Linked DNA regions of Gossypium hirsutum: region 1 is linked to region 2. The links are chromatin contacts, called in public Hi-C maps. All regions are on one chromosome and are shown on one strand. Each heading gives the region's core, a stretch centred on a gene start, on an enhancer-like site or on the middle of the called end of the contact. The rest is flanking DNA. Distances are from core to core; before and after follow the strand shown.

Region 1 (4,935 bases), core at 1,491-3,990, 270 kb before region 2:
GAATCTCATTCATAAGCTGAAAGATGAAGAGGGAAGAGAAATAGAGTTCATCCAGGATATTGAGGGTGTTGCGAAGTCTTATTTTCAAATTTTATTTTCAACAAGAAGAAAAGGGAATTATGATCATATTCTATCAGGGATTGAGCGCTGCATTCAAGCGGAGGACAATCAAAAACTTACAGAATCATATTCTAGAGATGAAATTATAGAAGCTATTTTTGAGATGGGACCATCGAAAACACCAGGGCAAGATGGATTTCCAGTATTATTTTATCAAAAGTGTTGGCAGATTGTTGGAGATGATGTCATAGCTTTTTTTCTACAAATTCTAAACGGAAATATGGAGGTTAGTCCGATAAACTCTACAAATATAGTGCTTATGCCAAAAGTCAACAACCCATTAACTATAATGCAATTTAGGCCAATAAGTTTATGCAATGTACTTTATAAAATTATAGCAAAGGTACTAGCAAACAGATTTCGAAGTGTTATTGGCAAATGTATTGATGAAGCCCAAAATGCTTTTGTGCCAGGCAGGTTAATATCAAATAGTGTATTACTTGCTTATGAAATATTGCATAAGCTAAAGCAGAAGAGAACGGGAAAAAAAGATTTATGGCCGTTAAACTCGATATGAGTAAAGTTTATGATAGGGTTGAATGGAGTTTTATAGAGGAGATTATGATAAGGATGGGGTTTGATTTTAGTTGGGTAAATGCCATTATGAAATGTGTTTCATCCGTTGCTTATTCAGTTGTCATAAATGGGCACAGAGGAGATAAATTTATGCCAACTAGAGGACTTAGATAAGGCGACCCATTAAGCCTGTTTTTATTCCTGATATGTGGTGAAGGTTTATCGAGCTTACTGAGGTTAGCAATGAAGAGAGATCGTCTCAAAGGAATACGGTCCGCAGGTATCTCATCTTTTATTTGCTGATGGTTGCATACTGTTTAGAGAGGCAACGAGGAGGGGTGCAAACATCATAAAGGATATTCTGTGCGAATTCAAAGTTTGCTCAGGACAATGTGTAAATTTCGATAAATCAACGATATTTTTCAGTAAAAACACATTGGAGGATAGGATACAGGTGGTAAATGTGTTAGGGGTATGTAGGACAAGTGAACCTGAAAGATATTTAGGGCTACCCAATATGGTGGGGCGAAAGAAAAAAGAAGCTTTTCAGAGTTTAAAGGATCGAATCAAAAAACGTATTGATAACTGGAGTAATAGGTTTTTATCACAAGGAGAGAGAAATTTTTGCTAAGGCCATTCTACAAGCTATTCCAACTTATTCTATGGCATGCTTCTTATTGCCGAGAGCTCTTTACGATGAAATGGAGAGTATTATAGCAAGATTCTGGTAGCAGAAAGGAAGGGGTAAAAGGGGAATTCATTGGTGCACTTGGAAAAACCTTTGTTTGCTAAAATTAAATGGTGGCTTAGGTTTTCGAGATCTTAGTCAATTTAATATTGCGTTATTAGCTAAACAAGGTTGGCGTCTCATTAATTTTCCAAATTCTTTATTAGATAGAGTTTTGAAAGCTAAATATTTCCCAAAGTCAAGTTTCTTAAATGCAGAGTTGGGGAATTTACCTTCATTTACCTGGAAGAGCATCTGGGCAGCAAGAGGACTACTCCAAAGAGGATTGGGTTGGAAAGTTGGTAAAGGTAATAGCATTTCTATCTGGGAAGACAACTGGATTCAGGGGATCAATAAGGTGGATGAACATAATAGAACAAACAGAAGGGAACTACAGTTAGTTTCAGACCTCATTGATAATTCAAGCAGAATATGAAAGTTAGACTTAATTAATAGTACCTTTCAAGAAGATACTGCTCGGAAGATTCTACAAATTCCCCTGGCAGAGACCGAACATGAGGATATTCAGGTGTGGAGTGGAGAACTATCTGGTGAGTTTTCAGTACGTAGTGCTTATAAATTATTACAAGATGCTTCTACAGCCAATGACTACTTACTACAGACCGAAATAAAAAAATTTTACAAAAAATTATGGAGCCAACAATTGCCTTCAAAAATTGAAATTACAATTTGGAGGATTTCATGGGATTATATCCCTCATCTTGGTAATCTCAGTTTGAGGAGGGTCATTTCAACTGCCTGTTGTCCACGGTGTTATTCTGGAGTAGAAGAGAGTCTTAATGTTTTCCGAGAGTGTCCTTTCACAAGAGAAGTGTGGCAATCATTAAATTTATCATGGGTCATGAAGAATACGAGTCAGAATACATGGGAGTGGCTAACCTGGGTTTTCAAGAACAGCAACTATTACCAGTGTCGGCTTTTCTGCTATGCGTTATGGTTGATATGGACCTTTAGAAACAAACTCATTCACGAGGGGAAAAATTCAACAGGAAGGGGATTAGCTCAGAATATTCAAAGACATATGGCAGAATATGAAGGAATAAATGCTGTGAAGAAAACTGAGAAAATTTTCAAGAGTCACAGAATACAGGAAAATGTACCGAGAATATCGATCAAATTTGATACAGCACTGGACAGTAGAACCTCCAAATCAGCGACTGGATTAGTAGGTTGGGATATGAGGGGAAATCTACTAGTGTTAAAAACAGTTATCCATAGAAATGTCCCCTCACCATTCGCGGTAGAGGCATATGCATGTTTAGAAGGCATGAAATTAGGGATTGCATTAGGATCTCAGTCAGTTAGAATTATGGGAGACTCAAAAACCGTCATAAAGAAGAGCAAGGCGACTTCAACAGACAAATCGGTAATAGGTGCCATTATAAAAGATATTCAAACAAGAAATCCTTTTTTCAAGATCTTACTTTTAAGCACATCCATAGATCAGAAAACACACATGCACATGGTCTAGCAAAGAAAGCTCTTGCGAAAGAAGAAAACATTTACCTGATAGGAGAAGAACTGGAACGTCATATTTCAACCTTGGATGAAGATTGGCAAAGAAATCCGGATTGAAGAAATGGGTGAAGGAGCAACATCCAATACAGATAGCTTAATGATGTTTAAATCTGTAGAGAAGAGCTATCGACACAACAGATGGGACCTTGGAAATGACTCTTCAATAGCCTTTATGGTTTCCAGCTGTTCTGATTATTGACTGGGATAGGATTTCGTTCGGTTGATTTTAATTTCATTTAATGCTTTTGTTTTTCTTTTTAATTATCTAGGTTTTTGATAGACGTTTTTAGAGGGTTGTCTTTTTCTGATTGTTTAGGCCGAAAATTAGGTTGTTTCTTTTTCTGTTTATTGCTTTGACTTGGGCCCTTTGATTTGAGCTGATTGGATTATTCTTTTTAATTCATAATAAATACCCAGTCATTCTTTCAAAAAAAAAAGTTGTTGTAGTCGTATATAATATAAATTTCAGCCTATAAATAGGCCTTAGTTAATCTAGGTTTTATAACAACAAAATATTTAGATTGAGAGAATTTTATTATTTGTTTTGAAGGGTTTTTCTTGTGGGGCTTCAGGTTTTTCTTTTAATTCTCTTCGTCTTTTGTACTCTCCTTTATTATAGTGAAATTCACTTTTGTCTATGATTTTTTATCCTCTTTTGATGAGTTTATTCACGTAAAATTTGCGTGTTCGATATTTTCAATTCTTATTTTCTTCACTTTATTCGTTGTTTAAATGGGTAAGTCACCAATAGTCAAAATAAAAAGTATAATTATAAACAAAGTAATCAAAGAAAATTTTTAAAAATTTAAACCATTCATGAATGAAAAGATTCAATTTCAATATTAAATTTAAAAAAATGACGTTTTTTAAAGTAAAAAAAAATCATTCATTCCATGATATTAAAAACAATAATGTGCATACAAATCTCTTTAAGGTAAAAACTGAAAATATATAAGATATAGATTATAACGTTAATATATAATTAACCACTACAACGAAGCAAAGAATAAATTTTAACGGTTACAAAAAAAATTAAATCTAAAAATAGTTAGAGAATATTAATTTTCAATACTAACCTATTAATATATATTATTTAGATATTAATATCAATAAAATGAAAATTAATAAAAAACCAAAAAAATAAAATATTTATAGAGTTTTTAGAGAAAAGATTTTTTTGGGAGACGTTTAAGCTTTAGAAAAATATTTAATGCTAATTGAAAATCAAATATTTTTATCAATAATATTTAAAACTCAATTGAGTATATCTATAGATTAAAAATAAAATGTTTTTTCTTTAAAAAAAATAAAACACTTTTTTAAGAAAGAATTGAAAATATATATTAAGAATAGATATAGATAATTGTAAAAGACACTTTTAACCTTATTTAATCCTAATGACTCTTTAGAGCTGAAAATATATTATATTAGGAATATTAGACCTTTTGCGTGGTTTGATTATATATTAAAATATTTTTATAAAAAAATAGCAATAAATTTTAATAATTTAACTTAAATTAATTAATCAAAATAAATTTGAAAGAGAATTTATATATGGTTTATACGCAATCACACTTAGACTTAACATTTAAAATTTCAATACCAACTTTTACTAATACAATTAAAATTTGAATCGCGAATCTTTAAGAATATATGAGAAAAGTTATTTTTCTTTGTATATACAAATTCTATTTAGTCTATTTGTACCAAAAATTATAAGTTGATGTAATTTATAATTCTTTAATGTTATAGTAATATTTTATAGTAAATTTTAGTAATAAATTTTTTGATTGTTTAAGATGGATTTTAGTAATACAATTTTGGTTTATTTTCAAATTAACCCCTAAATTATATTTTGATTTTTAAATTAGTATTTAAAGTATTTTTTCATTAAATGATACTAAACTGTCAAATTTATCTCCCTTTATTTCAAGGTCAAATAAATCATTTTCTATTCTCTTGAACAATCAACTATACTATTTGCTTAGATTTGCCCTCTAACAACTTACAAAAAAATGAAAGCTTCTGCAATG
Region 2 (5,266 bases), core at 446-2,945:
AGCTCACATGATGTTTGGTAACCAAACGATTTCATGTTCCTATTGAAGACTGAGCCATCCGTTATCTGGATAGTCCCTTCAAGAAGGTGAGTTTATACGTGTCTTCCCGGCTCTCTGAAGGTAAGCTTATTGTTCAAACGTCTCCTAGGCTTGCCATATGTCTTGTCGCAGATAGTGGTATAATAGGACCGAATTGATAGAATGTGTAAGTATTGATAATTAAATGTGTTGTTATACTAATTAAAAAAAGACAATGTCATAATTATGTAGTTTATATCAATATTTATTACTTATTTACAAAGTTATTTTTAAATAATTTTCTAATTGAGTTTTTTTTGTGTATATAATGCCTAAAAATTAGACCATAACTCTCCTCAACCCTTAAATAGGAGGATAAATGTGTTTTCACATATTTGAACTCACTCACAACAATGCTGATGCCAATCGAGATAAAACTCAATTGGCTTATAATAAAAGATTTTACAATAGAATAGATAGATACTATAAATGTGGATAAATATATATTAGAGTAATTTGTAAATTATAAAAAAATAAAGTATTTTTACATTGAGTAATAAAATTTTAAAAATATATATCGTAAAAAATGAACATCTATATTACTATTGAAGTCTTTGATTGAGTTGATGTCACAAGTCAATCGGGCACCAACTTGATTTGAAAAATTACGGAAATATTCTTTCGTAATTAAAATAAGTTATATTATTTGAGAGAACTTTAGTTTTTATTTTATTTTATCAAAAACTAATAAGAATATGCATATAGTTTGATTTGAATCTACACTAATTAGATTAATAAAACTTTATTCTAATGTTATTCATACATTTTTATTTTAATATGCACAATTTATTACCTCCATCAATTGTATATATTAATAATGTTGTTTGAGATGATGTCACAAATTAACTCGACATCCACTTAAGATTGATGACAACACACTGTGATAAATAATTGCATTCATTTAGTATTCTTAATTTGGTGTATTCATGTGTTTATGTTTCATTTTACTTAGAATTTAATTTGATATTTTATTTTTAAGATTGTACATATTTCATTTATTATTAATTAATTTTAAATTATACATTTCATTATTTATTATATATTATTTTTAACACAAATCTATATTCTATATAATAGAATTTTTAGTATTTATATTAATTTTCATTATCAAAATGAAGTTTCTCATAAAACTATATTATCTAACAAGCTAAATTTAGCAAATAAAAGTGTACATTAAAGGCGTGGGGGGTGGGGGTGGGGGTGGGGTTGGGGTTAATTAGGAACTACGGAACTAGAGAAAAAATTTGGGCTCACGAAATTAATTTAATAAGTATAGGCATCCTTAAAGAAGCAACATAAAAATTGTAAGCGCCTGCGGACGTAAAATAAAATTTAAAAAGGGAAAGAAAAACAAATTAAAATATCTCCCTCCACTCTAAATTAGAAACGTCTTCAGCGGCGTCGTTTTAAGCTTGGTAGAGCTCAATTCTTACTCTCCCAATCATAATCACTCGCCATGTCTTAAGGCCACGTTATCCAATTAAGTATTGTGCAGCGCGTACCTTCCTTTCAACATCAATCGCGAGTAGGTGATTTTCTGATAAGAACATGTATTTTGAAAAATATTTTAATGAAAAATAAACTAAAATTCCATTTTTATTTTATTTTTCTATCTAACCTATTATTCAGGCAAAAAAGAAAAAAAAAATCGATCCTCCTCTTCGTTTTCCCTCTCTTTCCCCGTCTTTGGAGGGAAAGCAAATTTCCAAAGAAACCAAAACACCCAAAACTAAGCTCCTTCCTTCTAATTCTAACAAAATTTAGGGTTCTACTTACTCATTTTTGCACCTCTCTTTGTCTCCATTTTTGTTATTTTATCTTATCTGGTAAGCAATTTTCTTTCTTAGCTTAAGTTACTAAATAGCTCAAGTTCGTTGGTTTAGTTGTTGCTAACTGCTTTGTTTCCATGACCTTTCTCTCTCTCTAGGGTTTAAATTTTCGTTCATGCAAACACTATTTTACATTAAGTTAATTGCTCCGTTTTTGTACTGGTTCGACGATCCTTGTTGGAATGAATAGGGTTTAGTTGATTTGATGCATTTCTCTATCTCTGGATTTTGTTTGCAAAAATTTGTAGCTTTAGTGTTCTATTTGGGGGAGCTGGTGTGTGTTAGGGTTTTAAATTTTTGTCCTCATTCGATGATTTAAGTGGAATGGTTTGCTCTAGTTTTCTTCATCCAAATCTGCAATGTTCATTCTGGATAATGTCCTATTATGGTTTTCATGTAGATGTGGATTGTTTTCACACTAGTAATTTGCTGTTCTTTCGGGTCCTTTGTATTTATCATGTTGAAGTTGGCTTGAATGTTGTAGGGAAGTTTGAATTCTTAAGGGACTATAGTGTGGTAAGTTAATATTCCAGAACCAGAGCCTGGATTTTGTACACAAAAATTAGGTGAAGAATTCTGGTATGATCTGGTTTTGATTGTCAACGATTTTAAATGGGAAAGGCTCAGTTGTTTTTTTTTTTTTTCACGAGATTGCTTACATATGCTAGGAGTCTTTCAGGATAATTTGCTTTATTTAAAAAAAATATTTTTAAATAAAAGTTACTAAAGATTTTACATGGCTTTTATTTTAATTGTTTCAGTCGACAGTAAACAGCCAGAACGTAGTATGACAGATTGACAGAAGTTCAAGTTTATTTCTAAAATTTTAGTGTATTCTAAATGCTTTGAAATCTGAATCATAACGCTGGACATTTAAATTATTTATTTCAAGTACGCTGGGTAGTGATAGTATCCTGAAGATTGGGGTGAAACTCTTGGTCCAATGCAAACAAAGAAAAGAATTTCTGGAAGAAATGCTTCCCGAGATCATACCAGTCCCAAGGCTTCAAGAGCTGAGAAGAAGATATCTGAAAAGGTACAAGGTCCAGAGAAGAAAGTAACAGAGCTAATTACATCTTCTGTTAGGAAGCAAAAACCTGGTATGTTGCTAATTTTACCTCATTATTCGTTTAATTAGAAGGCAAATGTTGCAGTGATAATGCTTTACATGTTCTTGATTTTGGCAAAATTAAAATTCTTTTGATAGTTTTAATTTGTGGTTTCCAAGTCAAAGTCTGTATTTAACTGTCAAATTTGCTATGTTAATAAAATTTATGAAATTTCAGCCAGAGCATTCCCAAAGAAAAATGAAGTGCCTGATGGAGCTACAAATTTAAATGCTAGATATGGGTTGTCGCATGATGATGCTTCTGATGCTTGTCTGGGGTTTGATGTGGTTAATGGTGCTCATGTAGATCAGAAGGTAATTTGTCTAACTCTTTTCTTATTTTCTTTATATTATTTAGCCTCTTTGTGGTTGCAAAGGGATGGGAGTGATTGACTATGACGCTTTATCTTAATTTTACTCAAAATGACTTTTGCCTGTGTCAGTTAATTAGGAAGATGTGAAGTTCCTATGAGAAAGCAATTAAAGAAAAATAAAAGGAAACCATCTATGCTGTTGAGATTTTGCTTATTTCTTTAATTGTGTTGCAGGGCACTGATCACCATATGTCAGGTACCATATTTTCCCCTGGCTTTCACATATCTAAGATTTGCGGATCAGAGATTGCAGGTGCAGGTAGGTTATTTGTGTGTGTTTGCACGCATATGAATTGTAAGACCTATTATGCGCTCTTTCTTTTATGTGATCTTAATGCATATATTAATTATCCTATTTAGTTTGACTTTGTCAAATTCTTTTGGAGGTAAGACTCAAAAATCCATCAAGATCGGGGAATAGAGGATTCACAGGTTGATTTGCTGGGTGCTAATATCACTGGAGAAACTCTTAAGTCTACTTCTGAAGCAGAGATGCTTGTTGTGGACACGGATCCTGTGATTTGTACTGCAGATTCTGGAGCTGTCCTTTCATCTGAAGTTTCAGCCATATACCTGGCTATGAAAAACTCAAAATTGGAATGTATTGATGAGTATGGTCAAGATTCTATGTCAACTGATGTTTGTGTGGAGGATGAATACTATGAGGAATTTGATGACTTTGATCCTTACTTGTTTATGAAGAACTTACCGGAGCTGTCATCTGTTATTCCTGCTTTCCGGCCTGTGCTGCTACCCAAGCAGACCAGAAGTTGCCCTCCTACCACTCTTGTCTTGGACTTGGATGGTGAGAATACTTTTGGATAATTAAATTGGATGAACTTTTATGCTTCCAGTTGCAATTTTCTCAGTACTTTTAAAATCTGAATTCTGACCCTTAAGTCTTCAAACAAGTTGTCCTGTCATTTCTGATTTAAATATAAAGCTAAAACTTGTCTAGTCTAAGAGCTTGAAAGAAGATTTAGCTAATTATGTTATAGTAATTTCTAAAACATAACAGCAGAAAAATCTGACTCTTAATTTCTGCTTGGATAATTAGCTAATTATGTTATAGTAATTTCTGCTGTTTATGCTCCTCATCGTTTTTCTGCTTCCAGTCAATTTTGTGGCAGCATCTGTCTGCACTAATAAGTCGCAAAATCTGGACTGTAAACTGAATATTTCTTTGCTTAGTGCGTACTGACACAATTTGTTATGGTTGGAATATTTGGGAAAAGTATGTGCCCAAAGAGAAGTTTTTTCCAATGTTGTTTGAACCGGACTGGATTGGTCAGTTGGACCAAGAACTGGATGGGTACTGGTCTGTTTAGAAGGGTTAGACTTATTGACCTGCAAACTGTACGGACCGGTTGAACTGGGTTAAAAAGCGGTTGAACCTGTTTTTTCCTTTTTCTGAATTTTTTAATAATTTATTTAATCAAACCGGATGAATTAGTCGGACTGGGAACTGGTGGTCTGACTGGTTTGACTACCGGTCCAATTCTGTAAACCTTGGCTCTTTCCCTTAATATTTAAAGCATATCTGAACTTACAACTGCCTTTTTACTTAATAAATTTGAAGACCTTTTTAAGTATCATTAGTTAAAAAATTTAAGACCTTTTTAACATTTTTATTTAGCAATGAATTTTCTGCTTATAATTGTTTGTGATTACCTTGGGGTATTGACTCAATTGTATTGCATGGCAGAAACTTTGGTTCATTCCTCATTGGAACCTTGCGATGATGCAGACTTCACATTCCCTGTGAATTTTAATCTCCAGGAACACACAGTTTATGTTAGATGTCGTCCTCACCTGAGAGATTTTATGGAAAGAGTTTCTGGTCTTTTTGAGATTGTTATATTTACAGCAAGTCAAAG

The links. A called contact is a pair of places that touch in the nucleus more often than the background predicts.
Region 1: a Hi-C map of leaf shows a contact between it and region 2, with 5 times the contacts expected there. The contact joins the enhancer-like site here to the promoter of LOC107950642 in region 2. A contact is called at or near these places in 5 of 34 Hi-C or Micro-C datasets (callus, hypocotyl, leaf and 1 more).

The regions. Positions count from the first base shown.
Region 1 is chrD01:50,287,021-50,291,955 of Gossypium_hirsutum_v2.1, reverse strand. No RefSeq gene overlaps it. Among protein-coding and RNA genes, the nearest start is that of LOC121214243, 46 kb to the right of the region's middle. Within about 2 kb of position 2,740, at least 7 of the 9 cell types and tissues checked have an H3K27ac peak or open chromatin away from gene starts, as enhancers often do. A contact at or near this core is called in leaf, where this site is marked.
Region 2 is chrD01:50,019,149-50,024,414 of Gossypium_hirsutum_v2.1, reverse strand. LOC107950642 (CTD small phosphatase-like protein 2) reads left to right here and starts at 1,695. Exons shown (of 7, transcript XM_016885524.2): 1 at 1,695-1,904; 2 at 2,800-3,007; 3 at 3,194-3,330; 4 at 3,564-3,648; 5 at 3,781-4,194; 6 at 5,095-5,266. The coding sequence starts at 2,851.